Linked DNA regions of Mus musculus: regions 1, 2, 4 and 5 are each linked to region 3. Evidence: chromatin contacts called from public ChIA-PET and promoter capture Hi-C data. All regions are on one chromosome and are shown on one strand. Each heading gives the region's core, a stretch centred on a gene start, on an enhancer-like site or on the middle of the called end of the contact. The rest is flanking DNA. Distances are from core to core; before and after follow the strand shown.

The links. ChIA-PET counts read pairs in DNA pulled down with a chosen protein or histone mark. Capture Hi-C pulls out chosen DNA fragments and counts their contacts.
Region 1: a contact with region 3 is called in an RNA polymerase II ChIA-PET map of memory CD8 T cells, with 13 read pairs. The contact joins the enhancer-like site here to the promoter of Arhgap35 in region 3. A contact is called at or near these places in 2 of 39 promoter capture datasets (neural stem cells and pre-B cells), 1 of 15 datasets of contacts at CTCF or cohesin (large pre-B cells), 1 of 484 Hi-C or Micro-C datasets (the AML12 cell line), 4 of 115 datasets of contacts at active chromatin or transcription factors (embryonic stem cells, memory CD8 T cells, microglia and 1 more) and 1 of 9 other capture datasets (adipose tissue).
Region 2: a contact with region 3 is called in a promoter capture Hi-C map of adipose tissue. The contact joins the promoter of Ccdc8 here to the promoter of Arhgap35 in region 3. A contact is called at or near these places in 1 of 15 datasets of contacts at CTCF or cohesin (embryonic stem cells), 6 of 484 Hi-C or Micro-C datasets (CD4 T cells, embryonic stem cells, large pre-B cells and 1 more), 3 of 115 datasets of contacts at active chromatin or transcription factors (bone marrow-derived macrophages, differentiating embryonic stem cells and memory CD8 T cells) and 1 of 9 other capture datasets (adipose tissue).
Region 4: an RNA polymerase II ChIA-PET map of memory CD8 T cells shows a contact between it and region 3, with 17 read pairs. The contact joins the enhancer-like site here to the promoter of Arhgap35 in region 3. A contact is called at or near these places in 1 of 39 promoter capture datasets (pre-B cells), 5 of 484 Hi-C or Micro-C datasets (the G1E-ER4 cell line, cortical neurons, olfactory sensory neurons and 1 more) and 3 of 115 datasets of contacts at active chromatin or transcription factors (embryonic stem cells, memory CD8 T cells and microglia).
Region 5: a promoter capture Hi-C map of liver shows a contact between it and region 3. The contact joins the promoter of Kptn here to the promoter of Arhgap35 in region 3. A contact is called at or near these places in 1 of 39 promoter capture datasets (cranial neural crest), 1 of 484 Hi-C or Micro-C datasets (CD8 T cells) and 3 of 9 other capture datasets (adipose tissue, liver and macrophages).

The regions. Positions count from the first base shown.
Region 1 is chr7:16,328,016-16,331,607 of GRCm38.p6, forward strand. It overlaps Sae1 (SUMO1 activating enzyme subunit 1), which reads right to left. Exons shown (of 9, transcript NM_019748.3): 8 at 2,598-2,667. Among named protein-coding and RNA genes, the nearest start is that of Bbc3, 20 kb to the left of the region's middle. Within about 2 kb of position 2,281, at least 16 of the 459 cell types and tissues checked have an H3K27ac peak or open chromatin away from gene starts, as enhancers often do. A contact at or near this core is called in memory CD8 T cells, where this site is marked.
Region 2 is chr7:16,992,499-16,996,454 of GRCm38.p6, forward strand. It overlaps Ccdc8 (coiled-coil domain containing 8), which reads left to right and starts at 1,404. Exons shown (of 1, transcript NM_001101535.2): 1 at 1,404-3,956. The coding sequence starts at 2,090.
Region 3 is chr7:16,612,506-16,616,364 of GRCm38.p6, forward strand. Arhgap35 (Rho GTPase activating protein 35) reads right to left here and starts at 2,488. Exons shown (of 7, transcript NM_172739.4): 1 at 1,967-2,488. Gm29443 (predicted gene 29443) reads left to right here and starts at 1,319. Exons shown (of 3, transcript NR_136928.1): 1 at 1,319-1,447.
Region 4 is chr7:16,202,684-16,206,566 of GRCm38.p6, forward strand. Dhx34 (DEAH (Asp-Glu-Ala-His) box polypeptide 34) reads right to left here. Exons shown (of 17, transcript NM_027883.3): 8 at 3,305-3,498; 9 at 2,714-2,815; 10 at 1,184-1,420; 11 at 891-1,064; 12 at 489-606. Among named protein-coding and RNA genes, the nearest start is that of Dhx34, 17 kb to the right of the region's middle. Within about 2 kb of position 2,273, at least 25 of the 459 cell types and tissues checked have an H3K27ac peak or open chromatin away from gene starts, as enhancers often do. A contact at or near this core is called in memory CD8 T cells, where this site is marked.
Region 5 is chr7:16,117,612-16,121,683 of GRCm38.p6, forward strand. Kptn (kaptin) reads left to right here and starts at 2,265. Exons shown (of 12, transcript NM_133727.2): 1 at 2,265-2,570; 2 at 2,879-2,961; 3 at 3,101-3,185; 4 at 3,259-3,313. The coding sequence starts at 2,348. It overlaps Napa (N-ethylmaleimide sensitive fusion protein attachment protein alpha), which reads left to right. Exons shown (of 11, transcript NM_025898.4): 11 at 1-371.

The sequences.
Region 1 (3,592 bases), core at 1,031-3,530, 280 kb before region 3:
ACTACAATGAAAATGACAAAGGAAGGGCCAAGAGCCCTCTGGGTAAAAGCTTCTGCTTAGGATGGGAGGTGGCGACATAGCTCTAATCCTAGGACTTGGGAGGCAGAGGCAGGTGGATCGATGTTGAGTTCCAGGCCAGCTTAGCCTAGAGAAAAACTATGTCTAGAAAAACACCATTTATAACAAACAAACACACACACAAACAAACAAACAGAGAAAAAAGCAAGAGGCCTAACACAATCATGACCAAGCTTAAACAGAGGCTTTTCCCTAGCTTCAGAGTTAAATATTCGAGTTTAGTCCCTGGAATGGCATTCACATCTCAGGAAGTACAAGGCCAGCAGAGTGCAGGTGGGCTACACAAACAGTAGGACTTTGTCACAAACCAACCAACCAACCAACCAACCAACCAACCAACCATGTATAACGGTTTAGTGCTCCTCAACTGTGGCTGGCCCACCTAAGCTCCAGGGGTCACCAGCATGTGCAGAACTCCTCTGCCATCCCTTCCTTGTCCCTCCCAGGATACATCTCTCAGTAACAGGAGCTGTTGTCATCAATGGGAAGGAGCATTATCTAATGGTGCCATAGAGACAACACTCCCAGAGCCTCCAAGCCAAAGGGGACATGACCCATATCTATATCCTTCATGGCTCTGCTGACTAGGCTGGTCTGGTCTCCTGGGCTCCCTGGCTCCAGCCTCCTGAACAGCTGCAACTGAAGGTGCTGGCTCAACTTGAGTTTTTTGGTTTTGGCCCTTTTTTTTTTTTTGAGACAGGGTTTCTCTGTGTAGCCCTGGCTGTCCTGGAACTCACTTTGTAGACCAGGCTGCCCTCAAACTCAGAAATCCGCCTGCCTCTGCCTCCCAAGTGTTGGGATTCATGCGCCACCACTGCTGGGCTCAACTTGAGTTTTAATATGAGGTCTGCTATGGCTGCTGTTTTCACTCTTCCCTCTACCACCATGGACAGAAACTCATGGGCCACAGGGATGGCTGAAGCCTATAAAGCCTGCCAGACAGTGAGCGACTAGAAGGATACAAAGGAGGGAGGGAGGAGGAAAACCTGATCTGCGGGACTTTCACACTCTCCCTCGAACTGCTCCCAAGTACTTTTAATAGGTGCTCAGAGCGAGGGCCTCAGATGCAGGCCTTCCTGCCAGCTGGCTGTAGTGTGCTAAGCAGAGGGAGTGGAGGGATGAAGGGACAGGGCAGAGGGTGAACATGGGGCAAAAGGTAAAGTGATTCTCAAGCAAGTTGGGGTACGAGATTCCAAACACACCCAGCAACCAAGAATGTAGAGTGCTCTGGCTGTCTGGGGTAAACAGAAACAAGATGCTGAGCAACAGCTGTACCCAGCAGGCAGGAAGGAGGGGGCAGCATTAAGACAGGGATGTGTAGAGAAGCCACCATCAACAATGGTTCCAGGCCACCTGCCCCAGCCTCCACTCTCCAACCTCACCTCCCCCCAGGGCAAACAGTGCCATGCGAGTCTCTGGAGTGGTGCTATTAGGGCAACATCTGCAGAGCCTCTAGGTTCTCCTGTTTCTCCAGCCCTTGCTGTCTAGAGTGTAGAAGTGGGGAGACTTGGGCAAATGAGTTTAGACCAGAGAGCAAATCAGCAAAGGAGACAAAAAGATGGTAAAGCTACAGGATTCAAGGAGACCCCAAGTCAAAGCAGCAAGAACCAGTATCTCCACACACTGCCCTCCTCAGTCTGAACGTGAAGAGACGTGGAAGTCAGCCAGCCAGCCATGTCTCTGTCCACAAGAGACATGACTACAGACACTTCTGCAGAAGAGCTGTCGTGTGGCTCATGTTTGCATTCCCAGCACTCAGGAGGCCAAGAGTCAGCCTGAGTTGTCGAATAAGATCCTATCTCAAAAGACAAAAACAAAACAAAACAAAACAAAAACCAAACAAAATTAAAGTTTCTGAATTTAGGAGCCTTGGGCATGCTAAACAAACACTAGCACTGAGCTACACCCTAGCCCTGCATAAGACAAACTTAAGAAAGTTGGGCAAATATTTAAGTCTCCAAAGGAAATAAAATCTACTTCAAAGTTTGCCATAGTTTTAGCAAACCAGGGGACGGGGCGGGGAAGGAAAAAAAAAGTTTTAGTAAACCAAATATTCTAGAAGAGTTACATAGTTCCTAGACCTAGTCTTCTTTTAAGTCGTTAACTGTCATAACAGGAGGTCACAGGTCACTGTAGAGCCACTCATGTGGCTGCTGGTAGATCACGCGTCCTATAGACACTGAACTTAACCCTCCTCTACACATACTCACAGCATGCAGAATAAACAGGGTGCCCTGACACCACTCTGACGGATGTCGGTTAGGGTCATAGCTGTTGGATCTCTTTTCTATGTTTTCCTCTTAGATGGAAACCTGCTCACACGACTGGTAGAGCAGACAAAGTGGCAACTATAGGCAGCATCCAAGACCACTAGCTGGCTGGCCCATGATGGCCTGAGTACAGGGCCAGGGCATGCAAGGTTGAGGGGCTAGAGAGCAAGCAGGTCTGCCACCCCTTGGCTCTGTGAGTGTGCGGGCAGGGCCTTGAGGTCAGCCGTCAGCTCCACATGATGACTTTACCTTCACAATTTCCTGTGCCAAGATCCCTCCAACCACAGCACATACTGGGGCCATCTCAGAGAAGCAGTACCTAGAAGACAAACAAGAAAAACATAGCACCAGGGCACAGGAAGGTAGAGGGGTGGGGACCAGCCAGGGGCTGTCCTGGATAAAAGTCCTAGTCAGAGCCCAGTGCTAGAGCTGGTATCCAGGCGTGAAAATTAAATTTGACCCCAGGGGCTCTTAAGTGGGTGGGGAAGACCTTTAACTTTGCAAAGCATGAATTCCTTCACATGATTCTTTTTCTTTTTTTTAAGTTCAAGGAAACACTATATCTGTGCTTCCTAAAAATAAGGTCCTACAAACACCAGATGTGTGAGTGGCCCCAGCACATTCTCGCAATTCTCCTCTCGGCACACGGGCAGTGGGTTCTTCTGTATGCTATTCCCAGAACCATGGGCGAGCAGGCTGTGTTACGTGCTAGAATAAATAAAGTAAACATGGGTACAGCACAAAGTCTGCACGACCCTCATCGGCTAGAGTGCTCAGAGGAAAATCTCAGGAGAGCCCAACTGGCCTCCTCCAATCACCCTCCTGGGGTCCAAAACACAGAAGGAGCACTTTAGAGGAGCAAAGTGGGACATCAGGCCGCCATGATCCTCTCACACAGGCACATATGCCTTTTAGACATCTTTATTATTTTTTATTAATTAATTTTTTTACACTCCATATTTTATCCTCCCACCCCGATCCATCCTTGTCTTCTAGACATTTTTAAAGGTGTGTCACCTATACACATAATAACATAAACCCAATTACCAACATCTATTTTTTGATCTGGTAAACCAATGGTTGCTGTTTAAACTGTTTTTGTGGAACCACACATCAACCATCCATCTTGGTACTGAGCTTCGAATGTCTCTTAAAATGACACGTGTATGTCAATGCTAAAATACACTGCAGACAGGACTGCTGCATTTTAGACATGGCACATAGAACATAACAAAGTAAACCCC
Region 2 (3,956 bases), core at 154-2,653, 380 kb after region 3:
GCGATCACAAGTGTGCATCCCATGCCTGATATATGTTCTTATATTGATATTAAAGTCACTTCCTTACCTGGCCGTTGTTGTTGTTGCTTAAGCCTGATAATAGTGGCCTACGTAAAGCCTAGTAGACAGAGGCTGAGGCAGGAGGATCCCTGAAAGTTTGAGGCCACGTGGGATACATAAACTAAGAACTGAGGGTACAACATCTCTGTGATCTTAAAGGTTTTTTTATTTTTAAGAAAATTTTTTATTTAAAAAATATATTTATTTTATGTGCTTTGGTGTTTTGATGTATATCAGTGGGGGGGGGGTGTTAAATCCCCTAGAGGTGGGGTTACAGACATTTATGAGCATTATGTGGGTGCTGGGAATTGAACCCAGGTCCTCTGAAAGAGCAGCCTGTGCTTTTAACCATGGAGCCATTTCTCCAACTCCAAGAAAATATTTTACTTTAAAAACGTGTTTATCGGGCTGGGCATGGTGGCGCACGCCTTTAATCCCAGCACTTGGGAGGCAGAGGCAGGTGGATCTCTGAGTTCGAGGCCAGCCTGGTCTACAAAGTGAGTTCTAGGACAGCCAAGGCTACACAGAGAAACCCTGTCTCGAAAAACAAACAAACAAACAAACAAACAAACAAAACCCGTGTTTATCGTGTGTGAATTAATATATGTACAATCTGTGTATAGGGGTGCACATGTGGAGATTGAACAATAACTTTGTAGAATTGGTTTTATGTGGGTTCTGGGATTGAATTCAGGCTTTGGGGAAATGTTTTTACCCATTGGGTTATCTTGTGTGCCCCTTTTTGTGTGCATGAATGTCTTCTCTCTCTCTCTCTCTGTGTGTGTGTGTGTGTGTGTGTGTGTGTGTGTGTGTGTGTGTGTGTGTGTACCACGTATATGCAGTGCTCACAGAGATCAGAAGAGGGTATTGGATCCCCTGGAACTGGAAATAAACAGGGTTTTGAGCCATCGTATTGGTTCTGGGAGTCAAACCCAGGTCTTACATAAAGGTAGCCCATGCTCCTAACCATTGAGCCACCTCTAGTCCCATCCCCTTAATTTTAAACGCACGTTCATAATTGCAATAGCCTTCAAAGGATTTGAGCCATCAGCACTCGCACCTTTTGGGCTTGCACGTCTAGGATGGCAGGTTGGGGGACCCGTTGCCTTTTGGGAAGGATGATGACGTGGGTTTTGGCTGCAGCTAAGGGAAGCCCTGGCCCCATTGAGGCTCTGGGGGGCAGCCACACCTCTGTGGGGGAGGAGAGGGAGGCTGCCCTGAAGGGGAGTGGACAGCCCCGCTGCCAGTCTTCCCAGGCTTAGAGTGTAAGATGAGAAGGAGAAGGTGGGCCTCACCCAGGAGGGGAGGGCGCCCAGAAACTTCCTGCGGCTCTCAGCTCCACCACAGACTGAGCGCAAGGTCAGTTTGGAGCGGGTGGCAGACTGCCTGGGGGCGGGAGACCCTCCTCGGGGCTGGGCGGAGGCCTTTAAGCACCTCGCCATATTGAAAGGCCACGCTGAGCCGTCTTTGTCTGCAGAGTCCTCCCAAGAACTTTCAGCTATATCCTGGTGTCTGGGGCAAGGGAGAAGCGATCGGAGCTCGTGGGACCCCAACTTGGAGCCGGGACACTGGCGATTCCAGTTTGGACTGAACTTTGAGCCTCGGGAATGAGCGTGCTTCAGTTCATGTAAGCATCCTGGAAAACTGCTTGCTACAACTCCGAGGGGGTTGGGGAAGCCAACTTGGACTTGTTTCCTGAAGAGAAAATTGTAGGGAGGAGACACTCTGTGCGAGCAGAGTTGCTAGGACTGTCCACCGCCCCCTCCCCAAGACTAGCAGCCAAGTGTCTGGGCTTTTTGCCCCCACTCGAGCGTCCACGCTGGAGATCTTAAAGACTCTCGAAAAAAGCCACGTAGGGGGATGGTTCCCCTGGGGCTTCCTTCCGTCTCCCGATTGCCTGATCCTCTGGAGTGTCCCCGACGTCTGCAAAGATGTCGATCTGGACGTGTTAGTGGAGGCCTTAAGGCCTGTGGGCACCTTTAAGAAAATCGGAAAGGTGTTCCGCAAAGAAGAGGACTCCACGGTGGGGATGCTGCAGATTGGGGAGGATGTTGACTATCTGCTCATCCCCCGGGAGGTCCGCCTGGCTGGGGGCGTGTGGAGAGTCATCTCCAAGCCTGCAACGAAGGAAGCTGAGTTTCGGGAGCGGCTAATCCAGTTTTTGCAGGAGGAGGGCCGCACCCTGGAAGATGTGGCCCGTATCATCGAAAAGAGCACTCCACACCCACCCCAACCCCGCAAAAGAACCAAGGAGCTGAGAGTGAGGAGAGTCCCGCAGATGGTCACTCCTCCACTTCGGCTGGTTGTAGGTACCTATGACAGCAGCAATGGCAGCGACAGTGAGTTGAGTGACTTCGATACCTCCAAAGTCAAAGGCAACAGGAGCTCCTCCGGGAGGACCAGGAAGGTGCGCAAAATGCCGGTCAGTTACTTGGGCAGCAAATTCCTGGGCAGCGATGTGGAGAGTGAGGATGATCAGGAGCTGGTGGAGGCCTTCCTCCGCCGTGGGGAGAAGCCCAGCGCGCCTCCTCCACGACGCCGAGTCAATCTTCCAGTGCCCATGTTTGAGAACAACCTGGGGCCCCAGCCATCCAAGGCCGACAGATGGAGGGAGTATGTTAGCCAGGTGTCCTGGGGGAAGCTGAAACAGAGGGTGAAGGGCTGGGCACCCAGATCAGGCTCCGAGGTGGGCCAGACCCAGCAGGCCTCCACAGCAGCTGAGAGGGCTGGAGAAATGAGACACAGCCAAGCCAGCTCGGACGATGATAGCTCCAGAAACACAGGAGACCGGAGTGACCAGATGCTGGGTACTAGACGCTGGAAGCCCAAGATCAAGTGGGTTTCCCTGAGACGATGCAGGAAGGAGCAGGTGCCACCCTTCGCTCAGGGAACAGGCATGCCAGCTGAGGAGCACCCAGAGGCTGCAGAGAACCAGGGGGCAGAGGCTGCAGCTAACCAGAGGGCAGAGCCTCTAGCTAGTCCAAGGGCAGAGGCTGCAGCTAGTCCAAGGGCAGAGACTGCAGCTGATCCAAGAGTAGAGGCTGTTGCTAGTCCAAGAGCAGAGGCTGCAGCTAGTCCAAGGGCAGAGGCTGTAGCTGATCCAAGAGCAGAGGCTGCAGCTAGTCCAAGGGCAGAGGCTGCAGCTAGTCCAAGGACTGAGGCTGCAGCTAGTCTCAGGGCAGAGGCTGTTGCTAGTCCCAGGGCAGAGGCTGCAGCTAGTCCAAGGGCAGAGGCTGCAGCTGATCCAAGAGCAGAGGCTGCAGCTAGTCCAATAGCAGAGGCTGCTGCTAACCAGAAGGCAGAGCTTGTAGATAGTCCAAGGGCAGAGACTGCAGCTGATCCAAGAGCAGAGGCTGCAGCTAGTCCAAGGGCAGAGGCTGTAGCTGATCCAAGAGTAGAGGCTGCAGCTAGTCCAATAGCAGAGGCTGCTGCTAACCAGAAGGCAGAGCTTGTAGATAGTCCAAGGGCAGAGACTGCAGCTGATCCAAGAGCAGAGGCTGCAGCTAGTCCAAGGGCAGAGGCTGCAGCTGATCCAAGAGCAGAGGTTGCAGCTAGTCCAAGGGCAGAGGCTGCAGCTAGTCCAAGGGCAGAGGCTGAAGCTAGTCCAAGGGCAGAGGCTGCAGCTAGTCCAAAGGCAGAGGCTGAAGCTAATCTGAGGGTAGAGGCTGCAGCTTATCTCAGGGCAGGAGTCCCACCTGACCAGAGGGCAGAAGCCATAGATAGTCAGAGGGCAGAGGGCCCAGCTAACCAAAGAACTGGTGCTACAGAAAATCAGAGGGTGGAGGTCCTAGCTGACCAAAGGGCAGGGGTCCTCCATGACCAGAGGGAGGAGGCAGGACCTCAGGGTATACAGGAAGCCTCAGCTGGTTCGGGATCTAGGGCCCAGAAACAGGTAA
Region 3 (3,859 bases), core at 1,238-3,737:
GGATAAAATTCAAAACACTCAGGACTCACAGAGAATCTGCAGCCTGGATCAGTGCCTAGAGTACCTCGGCTCAGTCTATCCTGGAAAATGCTGAGAGATGTATAGGACAGGGGTGTCCTCAATGGAGAACTTGTTGGTGGTGGGTGGGAAACCCTGAGAAGCAGGTGTGATGTGAGTTAAGTATTAGAAAGGGAGCCTGACAGGGTTGAGGAAAAAGGCAGAAAGCCACGAGGGAGAAAGGCAAGAAGCAAAAGAGGAAAGGAACTGAGAAACGGGTATCAAAAGAAAATGAACATCTAAACAAGAATTTGTAGACTCCAAGAAAGGGGAGACGGGGATAATAAGAAAGGAATGATACCTTCAGGTTAGAACTAAGGAAAAGGACTTAAAAGGAGGTGGAGGCAGAACAAGACAGGATCGGAGAATGAACAAAAAAAAAATCCAGTGAAAGGCTGAATGGGGGGGATGGAGGACTTAGAATTAAGAAGGACCAAACATAGAACACAAGGAGACTGGTGTTGAAGATGATCACTTTGACAGGGACAGCAACAGTAAAGTTCAAGACGATTCAAAACTATGTAGACAAATGGACAGCTCCAAAAGAGAGGAAAGAGCACCAAATAAAGAGAATGAAGGGGAAAAGCCGGTAGAAGAAAAGGGCAGAATGGGCAGCGTGTGAAGGATCAGGGTCAGAGTCATCTAAAGTGCAGAGAAACACCAGGAGCAAGGAAGACATAGGCAGCAAGTCCTAGGTGTAGATGAACTTACTGGTGATGGGTTTGTGGGGAGAGAGAGCAAATGAATGAAGCAGAGCAGAGGGGCATTGAAATAAAGGTGGGAAAGAGAGGAAACTCAACGAGAATAGAGGTGCAGAGAGAGTACAACTGAGTAGTCAGGGTTAGGGCAGAGGTCTGCTAAAGGAAATGGCAAAAATGAGACACCCTAAGGGACAGAAAAGGGGGTAAAAAGAAGAGGGCAAAAAGCCAGGCACCACAGGGGAGTGCATGCAAGATCAGAGCGCCTGCACAGGGGCAGAGTTGGCAGGCAGAAGGGTCTGGAAAAGAGGACAGGGTCTGAATGGCAAAATGGGAGCAAGCACTGAGAAGGGAAGGAAGCGAGCAAGGCGCATCAGAATCTGAGAACCGTAGGAGAAGGAGCTTAGGGACATCCTAGGAGGTGCAGAAGGTTCAGTGTTGCGACCCGGCAAAATATGGGGCAGTTGGGCCCAAATACAAGGAGGAATTATGTCCAAAGCCAAGACCGGGAGGGCAGTAGAGCAGTGCCTGTATCAACAGACCAATACGGATCTCCACGGAGGTGGAACCGCAGGTCCTAAAGGGACAGCTCCTGGGGATGCAAGATGTTCTACCGCAGGGATAATAACAGTAAATAGGCCAAAGAAGGAGAATGGGGATTTCCTCCCAAAAGTGATGCTAGCAGAAAACAGGTAAGGTAGAAGGGCCACGGATATTCAAAGTGAGCGTCAGAGGGGATACTGAGGGGTCAATGAGGAGGTAGACTGTCCCAGGAGCACAGCCGACTCCAGGAGGTGGCGAAGTAGGTATGACTGGGGGTCGGGGTGGGGGAGGAAGTGGGAAAGAAGACGGCTCAGAATTGGGAGTCGGGTATCTCGAGTGGAGGCTGAGAGACACCGAGATCCTTCACCGGGTTTGGTGGGGCGTGTGTGGAGGCAGACGCCGGGATTGCAGGGCTGCGGGGACACTAGCGAATAGGAAGGGCAAGGCGGGCCGCGCGGGCCGGGCCCGGGCATGCAGCGGCCGGGACGCGGGGACCGCGGGGCGCTGGGGGGGGCGCTCCCACCCCTCCCCCTCCGGCTCCTCCATTGTTCGCGGGCTCCGGGCCCCGCGGTCCCCGCCTTTCCCCCCACCCTTGGATCCCGCAGCGGGGCGGCGCCCGGCGCCTCGCCCGTCCCCACATTCCCCTCCGCCAGCTACGAGACACTTACCAGTCTCGGGGGCGCACTCAGCGCGGCCCCGGCCTCCGCGATCCCAGCCGCAGCGACGGCGGGCCCGGCGCCATGTTCCCCTAGCGACTCGTTCCTGAGGCGGCTGAGGCGGCGGTGGCGGCTCCGGCGGCGGGGGGCCGGGCGGACCCTCCCTCGCGGGCTCCCTCCTCCGCCTCCTCCACCTCCTCCTCCCGCCGCGCCGCGGCTCTCCCTCGGGGCGGGGGGCGGGGAGGGGAAGGGGGGAGGGGCGGGAACCAGGGGGAGGGCGGACCAGCCTCGCTCGCTCGCTCGTTCCCTCCCTCCCGCGCAATGGCGGCGGCGGCGGCGGCGGCGGCAGCGGCGTTGTCGCCTCCTTCCTGCGGCCGCCGCGGCCGTGCGCGTACTGGAGACCCTCTCGCAAGTGCGCGTGCGTTTCTGAGGGGCGAGAGATGCTGGGGCTGGGGTTGGGAAGTGGATAACGGCCCTGTGGGCCGAGCGCACCGCGAGGACCGTAGGCCGGGAGGACAGGCACGCGCGGACACCGAGGGCGCGAGTGCGCGTGCGCGCCTGAGGAAAACGCCGCTACCTCAGCGGCTGCGGCGCCAGATTTACACAGCGCGAGGACGGACACCCGCGAACTGGCACAGGAGGGCGCGGGGTGGGCTGAGTGCGCGTGCGCAGAGACGGCTGCAGCCTGCGAAGCCACCGAAGGGAGGGAGGAGCCCGCAAGGGGGGCGCGCACGGCGTCGCGCGTTCCAGGCTGCAGTACCCGCCGCCCCTCCCCACACCGCGCCGGCTCCAAGAGAAAGCCATCTCTGAGAGGCTTGGCCCGGCTCGTGAGGGCGGGGACTTAGGGCTCCATCCCGCTCGCGCGGGACCTCACTAACCAATGGAAGGCAGAGGGAGGTGGGTTCGCCTCCTGGAGCCGCAGCTTCGGGATAACGGAGGGGGTTGGGGGGACAGACGTAACGTGGGGTGGCGAGGCGGGGCTGTGAAGGAGGGAGCGTACCCAGCGAGTGAACCAATTGGGCGAGGGAAGGGGGCGTGGTCCTTCACAGCCCAACCCAGGCTCGCCGTTGGCCAGCCCAAAAGAGTGGGCGGGGACAGGGGGCACGTGCTCTTTCCCGGGCGCTGAAGAAAAACCTGTGGGCCAGGCGCGTTGATACAAGTTACTGGTGATTTCTCCCAGTGCTTGGTCTCGGGCAGAGGAAGGACAGGCCCTGCATTGCAGCCCTAGTCTCCCAAGTCAGCATCGGGCAAATGACAGCAAACCACATGTCACTTTGGGTGCTTGCAGGGGGAATGGTGATGTAAGAGGGCTCCCCTCTAACTCTGTATTCCTCTGGGAGCCCTCCGGAAGGATGGATTGTGAAAGACAGGCTTTCCCGGCGCCTCACAGAGTGTGGAATGCCTGAAGGAAGCACGTGTTTCCGATCCAGCCTTGCACTTCTTTCCAGGCTTTTCATCTGTAAAGTGGGATAACAATACTGAACTCCAAAGGGTCGCTTGGAGAATCGAATGAGGTATAATAGGCCCTATGGCCACGATTCATGGTGGGAATCCTCGAACTACTAGAACCCAGTAAAATATGGGCGATCTCCCTTATACATTAATATCTATAATAGCTGATGGATTACTCTTAGCAGAGGATTACCCACAACAATAGAAAAACGATGAATATATATTACGCTGTAATAAGAGAAATGTGGATGTGACCCTCCTAGCCACCGGTAACTGAAACATCAGAAAGCAACAGGGGAGTTAAGAGGGAACTACTGTGTCTCTAAATGAGGGTGGGGTGTAAAGGAGTGACCTACACGTATTGAGTACGCAGTAAGCATTGCTAAATAAAATTACATGGGCTCGACCAAATCCAGCAGCCAGAACTTCATGAAGTCAAAAAGGTCATGCTGT
Region 4 (3,883 bases), core at 1,023-3,522, 410 kb before region 3:
GAAGGAAATGCTAGCAGCGAGGGCCACAGCCTGGTCACGATGGTTAACAGCGTTCATTCTGCCCTCCACTCTGCCAGTCCGAAGCCTTGTTGTCTTTTTCTGTGACCATCTCCCATTCTCCACACCAAGGTGCGTTGAGCTGGCTCTCGAAGTTGGCCTGTAGGGGCCCCTGTGGCTCTGCCTGTTGCTGCCTGTCTGCATGAGAGCTGGGGGGACCTCCCTCCTCAGGGCCAAGCTGAGGCTCTCGCTTCCCGCTTCCCAACCAGCACAGTGCTAACGGCAGTGTCTCACTGGCTGGATTCAGGAAGCGGCCTGGAAGTTCAGCACAGTGTGCTGTCTGCAGCCCGCTGGGCTGGTGAGCCTTCCCTGGAGTTTCCCTCCCACAGCACAGCACAAATAGGGGATGGGAAGGAACCCTGGGAATGCCCGAGTGAGGGACCTGAGTTGGAGGTGCCACCATCTGTCACGTGCCACCAGGGTCACTGTACCTTGGCTCCCTTCTTGGCCTGAGGCCTCCTGCCCCTGTGTGTGTAATACCTCAGGGCTGTTGGCAAAGACACAGGTGGGGTGCAGCACGGTGCCCTGCTTGGCCTGCGTGTGGAAAATCTGCAGAGGCCAAAGGCAAGCACTGGAACAGGAGGCCCCGACCTGTCCCGCGGAATACCCAGTGCCCTTTCTCCTCCCCTGGGACAAAGTCCTTCTCCTTATTCACCAAGTCCTCCAGATTCCTGCCCAAGCTGGGTGTGACCCTCTGCCTTGCCCTCCTCCAGCCCTGTCCCCTCTGGCTAGTGTGCAGAGCAACCCAAGGACAAAGCCAAGGGTCTTTCTGTCACACTAAGTTCCCTGGAACCCAGGGGGTGCTGAGGAAACACGTTAAAAGAGAAGTCTACCTGGTCTGAGTCCTTGCGGCCACTGTTGAACGCATCGGGCACAGCCAGCTGTGGGTACAGCCCCCGCCCGAGCACCAGCTTGAGCAGGGCCAGTTGGTCTCGGGTCAGGTCCTGGGCTGAGCTGGCAGCTGCCTGCAGCTGCTCCAGGTTGTGCCGAAGCTTGAATTTCACATCCTGCAAAGGCAAGAATGCGTGGTGGCTCTGAGGGATCCCGACCCCTGCTCTAGAAGGTGTTTGTGTCTCCTGTGTCCCATGCCCCTTCATGCCCCTGGCCCCGTACATGGCCGTCCCACCTGGATGTCAACGCTGTCAGCCCTCTGGGAGGTAGAGCCCTCTCGGTCCTCTTCATCGCTGGAGCAGCCATCCTCCTGCAGCCTCAGCACCTTGCGCCTGCGTCCCCCACCCTCCTCATGCTGTCGCTTCAGCTGGTGCAGGGCCCTGCGCTCTCGGCGCTGCTGCAGCCGACTGTAGCTGTCCCCTGGGGCCACTACCTGGGCCCCACTCAGCAATCCATGATCCTCCAACAGCTCCTATGAACAAGAAGGGCTCAGGTGAGTGGGCTCTGGGCTGACACAGCCTCAGGCCCACAGGCTGGTATGTGATAACTTCCTGGTATATTCTCCTCAGTGCAGAGTGAGGGTCACCCCATACCTCCCAAGGCTGTGGAGGCGGGGGGCGGGGAGGTCAGTCCTTGGCCCCAGACTTGAGTTCTGTGCCCTGGGAACAGCTCTTACTCATGAACATCTGGTCAGGCACAGATGGTTCACAGGAGAGTCAATAGCAGCTATTCCCAGAGCTGCCTGCAGGCTCACTTGAGGGCTAGCATGGGGCCCTCAAGGTCCCACAAGATTCTTCTCAAAGCTGGGTTATGCCTGGGAACCTGTCAGGAACACCTAATCTCAAGCCAGACCTGGCCATGCATACCTGTCATCCCGGCACTCAAGAGGCTGAGGCAGGGAAATCATGGGTTTGGGGCTAGCCTGGGCTACTTAATAAGGCCCTGTGAAGAGAAGAGGGACTGGACGTTTCTACTCAGTGATAAAGCACTTACCTAGCATGAACAAGGCCCTGGGTTCAAGGTCAACAAGAGTAGAACCAAAGCTCTGGAAGCTGCAGAAGTGGGCAAGGAATGACTGAGCCCAACACTGAGAGCCTAGCAAGGTTTCTGAGTCCTAACTGGCCCACCTGCCCTCGAGGCCATGGGCTACCCCAGGAACTCCTATTGCCTCCATGCTACAGACCACCACAAAGCTCAGTGTATCTGAGCTTCCTGTAAGTGACAGAGAGAGGCACACAGAACTGAAGCCACACAACAGTGGAGCGCACAGCTCTGTCCTCACTCACCTCCAGTGACCACAGTGACACGCTGCCCACACAGCCTGCCACGTGAACATAGGCGGCAGCTGGAGAGCTATTGTATCTGCCCATTGGGACTGAAGAGTGTCATTACTTTCATCTTCCAGGGGAAATTTCCAGGGGAAGCTAAGGCCCAAGGGTTGTGGTGGAGGGCGGGGCCTCAGGGGAAACCACACTGTGAGAACGAGCCGAGCCACGTTGGGCTGCAGACACATTGGCTGTCCTGTCACCTTGAATGCCCCCCCCCCCCGCCCCCAACACTCACCCTGAGCTGCAGGTCAGCAGCCTGGGGCCAAGGTGAGCCTCTCCCCTAGGATGCCATACAGCCAGTGACCCGTGTGCCTTCCCCAAGAACACTCTCCAAGGTCCACGCTTTTGCCACCTTGCCAAGGCTGCCCCAGTCCTGCTCCCCTTGTGGGACGGTGATGTGGTGGGGACCCAGTCACCCAGAAGGGTCTGGTCCTCACCTTGAACTGGCGCCGCAGGTTGGCCATCTCATACAGCCGGTGCTCCTCCACACCCCGGCGGCGGCACCACTTTCGAGAGTTTCCGCTCCGCTCAGACTTCACCTGGTTGAGGGGCAGACACCTCAGAGTGAGGACCTGGCCAGCTGTGGGAGCAAGCCCCAGCACGGGAGCCTCTGAAGCAGGGCGGGCTGGGGGCCGCTCTAAGGGACCCTCCTATCCTTTTTCCAGGACTCAGCCCCAGAGCTCATGCACCCCGACAGGAGCACCCAGACAGCATGCTGGGTTAGGTGTCCTGGGTCCTCCCCCTGAACTGCCACTGATGAGGGCTCAGGAATGGTAGACTGGGTATATAATGTCCCCCAGGAAGGTTGGCCTTTCTCTAGATAGCACTGGGTTCTGTCGGATACCCTGTGGATCCTGGGCTGGGCACTGGCTGCCACACCCCCACCCCCACCCCCACCCTGGGCACCAGAGCATGAATGGCAGGGACAGAGATTCCTTGGGTAGACTCAGGGCTCAGAAACATGAAGCAGCACAGCTGGAGGGTCCTCCAGTGGGGTTGAATGACAAAGGCACCCAGCCCAGCCTCACCTGCACCCAGGCATTGAAGACATTGAAGAGTGTGAAGGGGTCACCCTGGTCACTTTCCAGCGGTCTCCGGGCAGTGGCACAGTCCAGGTTGCTCTGGGCACTGCGGGTGAATGGTGACTGGACGCTGAGGGCAGCAGCAATGGTGAGCACAGGCTCTGCCAGGCTGAACATGGAGCCGAGGATCAGCATCTTCCCTGTGGACAGCAGGGGCAGCTAAGCCTCGGGAAAGTCAGCTCTCTGCTCTGGGGCACTCAAGGGCCCTGCTCTCACCTCCTTCTCCACTGCTCACAAAGAGCCTTAGGAACCAAACAGGCCGATGCAAACCTACAAGCTGAGATTTGTGGTCCCAGAACCTTAAGGAAGAGCCTCTGTTTCCCCATCTCTCCACTAGAGATCATGACCGGAGTTCCTTCCTTCAGCTCATAGGGCCCATTTTAATGCTGGCCAAAAATTTGAGCTACCCCTGACCTCCACCAGCCTCCCTTGGCTTGATTTCCTTGGCTCCCAGTGGCCACAGCTCTCCTCCCCTAGTAAGACTTGCACACAGCCTGCCCTGGTTTGTCTTGGTGCTGACTGTGC
Region 5 (4,072 bases), core at 1,015-3,514, 500 kb before region 3:
GTTTCTAAGTTTCTACATGAGTCAGAAGCAACCTGAAGAGAAGAAACCGCACAGCTGGGAAAATGGGGAGAGCTTAGTGTGTAAGAACACTTACTACAACAGACAGGAGGACCCAAGGTCAGATATTCAGCACCCATGCTAAAAACACTGGTTTGACCACATGAACACGTGAGTCTGCAAGGTGGGGCAGTGACTACTGCTAGAGCCTGGTGGCCAGAAGCCTGGCAGCAGCTTCAACAAAAGGACCCTGTCTCAAAGGAATAAGAGTGACAGAATATGACCAGATAACTGTCTTCCTGTGTATATGGGTATGCACAAGATACATCTATTACATACACAAATAATAAAAACGAGAGGCCATGCCAACCTGCACATCTCATTCATTCTGGATGGTTCATGAAGCACTGCTAGATGTCCACAGGGGTACTGTGCTCACTGCCCAGGAATCTGGAATGCTCAGCTCCTCGCCACACTATGTCTAAAGACTGCCCAGGGGAAGTTCTCAGTGCTAACAACATACTGGCTGATGGCCTGCCACATGGTTGGAGGCTTCTAAGTATGTCTATGCTCATACACCATGGCCCAGAATGTCCGAGGACATTGTCAGTCCTCCTTAACTCCTTATTGAAGCAGAGTCTTGTGTGTATTGCTTGAGACAGGGACACACCGTGTAGCTTTGGCTGTAGACTAGGCTCGCCTCCAGTGTACTGGAATTAAAGGTGTGTGGGGTTAAGGCAGGGACTTCTTTCTACTAATGTACTTAGTACTTCAAGTTAACTGGCCCATGAGCTTCCAGCTCCATCTCTCCAAAGGAGTACTAGGACTACAGATAGGCACCACTTCCTCTGACTTTTTCCATGGATTCCACAGGTTGGGCTTGGGTTGCTGTGAGGCTTGCATAGCAAGCATCCTTATCACCTATGCCATCTATCTGGCCTAGAGTCGGCAGGGTTTTGGCATATCTACGGAGCCTGCTTTGTGTCTGAGGCTATGCATCCCAGGTGCTGGAGTTGATTGAAGTGGCAGATCCAGACCCCCTGAAAGGCCTCATAGCACCTGGCTGGTAAGCCCTCCATCACAGAAACCTCAGTCCAGATCCTGCTCTCCCTCAGCGTCGGGCTCAAACTTTGTAAAGCTCTTTGCATAGTTCTGGTGAGAAGTTTGTGAGGGACTCTCTAAAGGGTGTGATGGCACCAGGAGCAGTGTGAGTGGACAAGGTAGCCATGGGTCCTGCAGACTGTCACTATGAATGTTCACTAAAGCAGGTAGTCTCTTCTGCCATCAGGATGGACAGGTTAACTGATCTTTTCCCTGGTACAAGAATACACTTTACTGTTTTAAAGATAATATTGCTTAAAGAATTTACTTAACTCAGTTGGCCTATATAATAGATTCAAGAGTACCTTAGGGCCAGCAAGATGGCTCAGCAGATACTGGTGCTTGCTACCATGCCTAAGCAGTTCAATTGCTGAGACCCAGAAGGTGAAGGGAACTGACTCCCAGAGTTGTTCTCTGATCACATGCCATGGTACATGTGCCCATACAGAAACATACACATAAGTGTTTTAAAAATATTAAGAATACCTACTTTAGAAGGGCACGCCTGTGTTCTTGGCACGTGGCATACAGAGGTAAGAGGATTGTCACAAGTTTGTTGCCAGCCTGATTTGTAAATTATTGGTTCAGCCAAGGCTATGGAGTAAGATCCTGTCTCTAAAAGTAAAAAGTTTAGATATGTGCCTCCACTTCAGCTTGCTTATGAGTTTAAATAAATTGGCAGATCGAATGTGCTTATCCAAAAGGGTAGTAATTAGGTTTTATAATTGTTTTGTTGTTCAGATAGTTTTTGTTGGAGAATGAGTGTATTTATAGGAGTGCATGTGTGTGTAGAGAGAGACAGAAGTTGGGGGCTGGGAGTGTCTCCTGCAGACCGACGGGCCTGAAAACTACTTATTACTTAAGCTTAGCCTCTAACTTTGTAGAAGGGTTGAAACTGCTGCGACTGCCTCCACTTCCCAAGTGCTGTACTCACAGGAGTGTGTGCCCACCCACAGTTCAGGGTGATACTTATTCTCCTTTACACACTGCTTTCAGAGAGGCCCAGAGACGCCTCCATTCCCCCATCTCAAATCCTGGAAGGCCCTCTCCATAGCTCCGAAATGGGCAAGGACAGAACACTCAGTTGCAGAAGGGCAATTTTGTCTGGGCCGCCCAGTCAAGGAACCAAGCGCCATATTTGTAGAGGGCAGTAACCGCAGCTTCTTGACGTCATCAGTATGCGCTAGTGGAGGTTTCCTGACAGGTTGGGGAGCATCAGGCCATCTGGGACCGATCGCGGAGGGCCAGGATGGGGGAGGCGGCCGTGGCAGAGGGACCTTGTCCACTGCTGGAGGACAGCTTCACGCGCTTCTCGTCGCAAAGCAACGTGTACGGGCTTGCTGGAGGCGCGGACGGGCGAGGGGAGTTGCTGGCCGCCACTCTTAAAGGCAAGGTGCTCGGCTTCCGCTATCAAGACCTCCGACAGAAAATCCGGCCTGTGGCTAAAGAGCTGCAATTCAACTACATTCCCGGTGCGTGGCGCTGTGGTGCCTGGGGCGGGACTAGAGTCTGGTGTTGAGGATTCTAAGATTGTCACTGTGTTGCGAGGTCAGGGTCAAAACTGATAATCATTAGGGTTCGAGACAGTGGTCATCATGGCCTGAAAGTAGTTAGGGTTCAGGATTCCGCAAACATAAGTTATCAACAGCATAGTAGTCGGTGTTCAGAGGTCATGATGATAGCGGTCAGACGCCTGCATCTGCTGTGGTATGAAGTTAGTGTGGTTAGGCTGCAAGAGTGGAGACCTGCCTAATCAGTGAACTTTGAACTCCCCTCATAGTGGATGCTGAGATCGTCTCCATCGACACTTTCAACAAGTCACCCCCAAAACGGGGCCTGGTTGTGGGCATCACTTTTATAAAGGTACCACAGCACCCTCCACCTGTCCACGCCCTCCTCCTTAGTCACTGTGGATCCCACCAAGTCTCTCTCAAGTGCTCTGAATCTACTCCAAATGCCTGTCACCTCCCCTACCTCCCCTGAGAGAAGTTTCCACCCCCAGGACTCAGGAGACAAGGGCAGTCCGTTTCTTAACATTTACTGTGACTATGAGCCTGGCTCAGAGTACAACCTGGACTCTATTGCAGGTGAGTGGGGCTTAGGGGAGAGCGTAGCTGGGGCTGCCAGGGGCTGCTGGGCTTAACTTGTGTCCTTCTGCAGAGAGCTGCCTGAATTTGGAACTCCAGTTCACACCTTTCCAGCTGTGCCACGCAGAGTGAGTGACCCTGGGCACCCATGCTCTCCTACCCTTTCCTTGCACTCAGAGGCTTTTGCCCTATCTGGAAAACAAAAGGCTTTTCCTCTACTAAGGATTGGAAACAGGTAGTGTTAGGGGCCCAAAAGGTGATGGGAAGTATAGCCGGGAAGTGGGGTTTCACTGAGCTTTAGCAGACTGGAATCCACACACCTGCCATCACCAGTCTGGTTCTCGTGGTGCTTTTCAGAGTGAATGCAGCCAAGATGGTTACATTGTCGCCCCTCAGGTAGATCATTCCAGTGGGTTAATTGAGCACTGGGAACTCAACTTCCAAAATTCTAGATCTCTACTTCCCAGGCCTGGAATTGTTCTGTAGCCCGAGAAGCCCTGAGATTCCCAGATTTAAAAGATGCAATTGAATGCTGAGGATACATTCAGGCAGTAGAATACTTGCCTGGCACACAGAGCTCTGGGTCCCATCCAGAGCACACATACCAGTGGTGCATACCTCTAATGTCAACGCTCAGGAGACAGAAGCAGGAGGATAAGAATTTGGCTCAAGGTCATCTTTGGCTGCATGAGTTTAAGGCTAGCCTGGGTTATATGAGAGCTGTCTCCAAAAAAAAAAAAAAAGTTGGGGGGGGGTTCTATCAAACCCAGCAGCTCCTGAGATTCTGTACAGGGACCTGTAAGGAGGTAGAATACAGACCATCTAGAATCTTCACAATTTAAAATCCCAAAGAAAGTGGGTTCATAAGCCGGGCGTGGTGGCACACA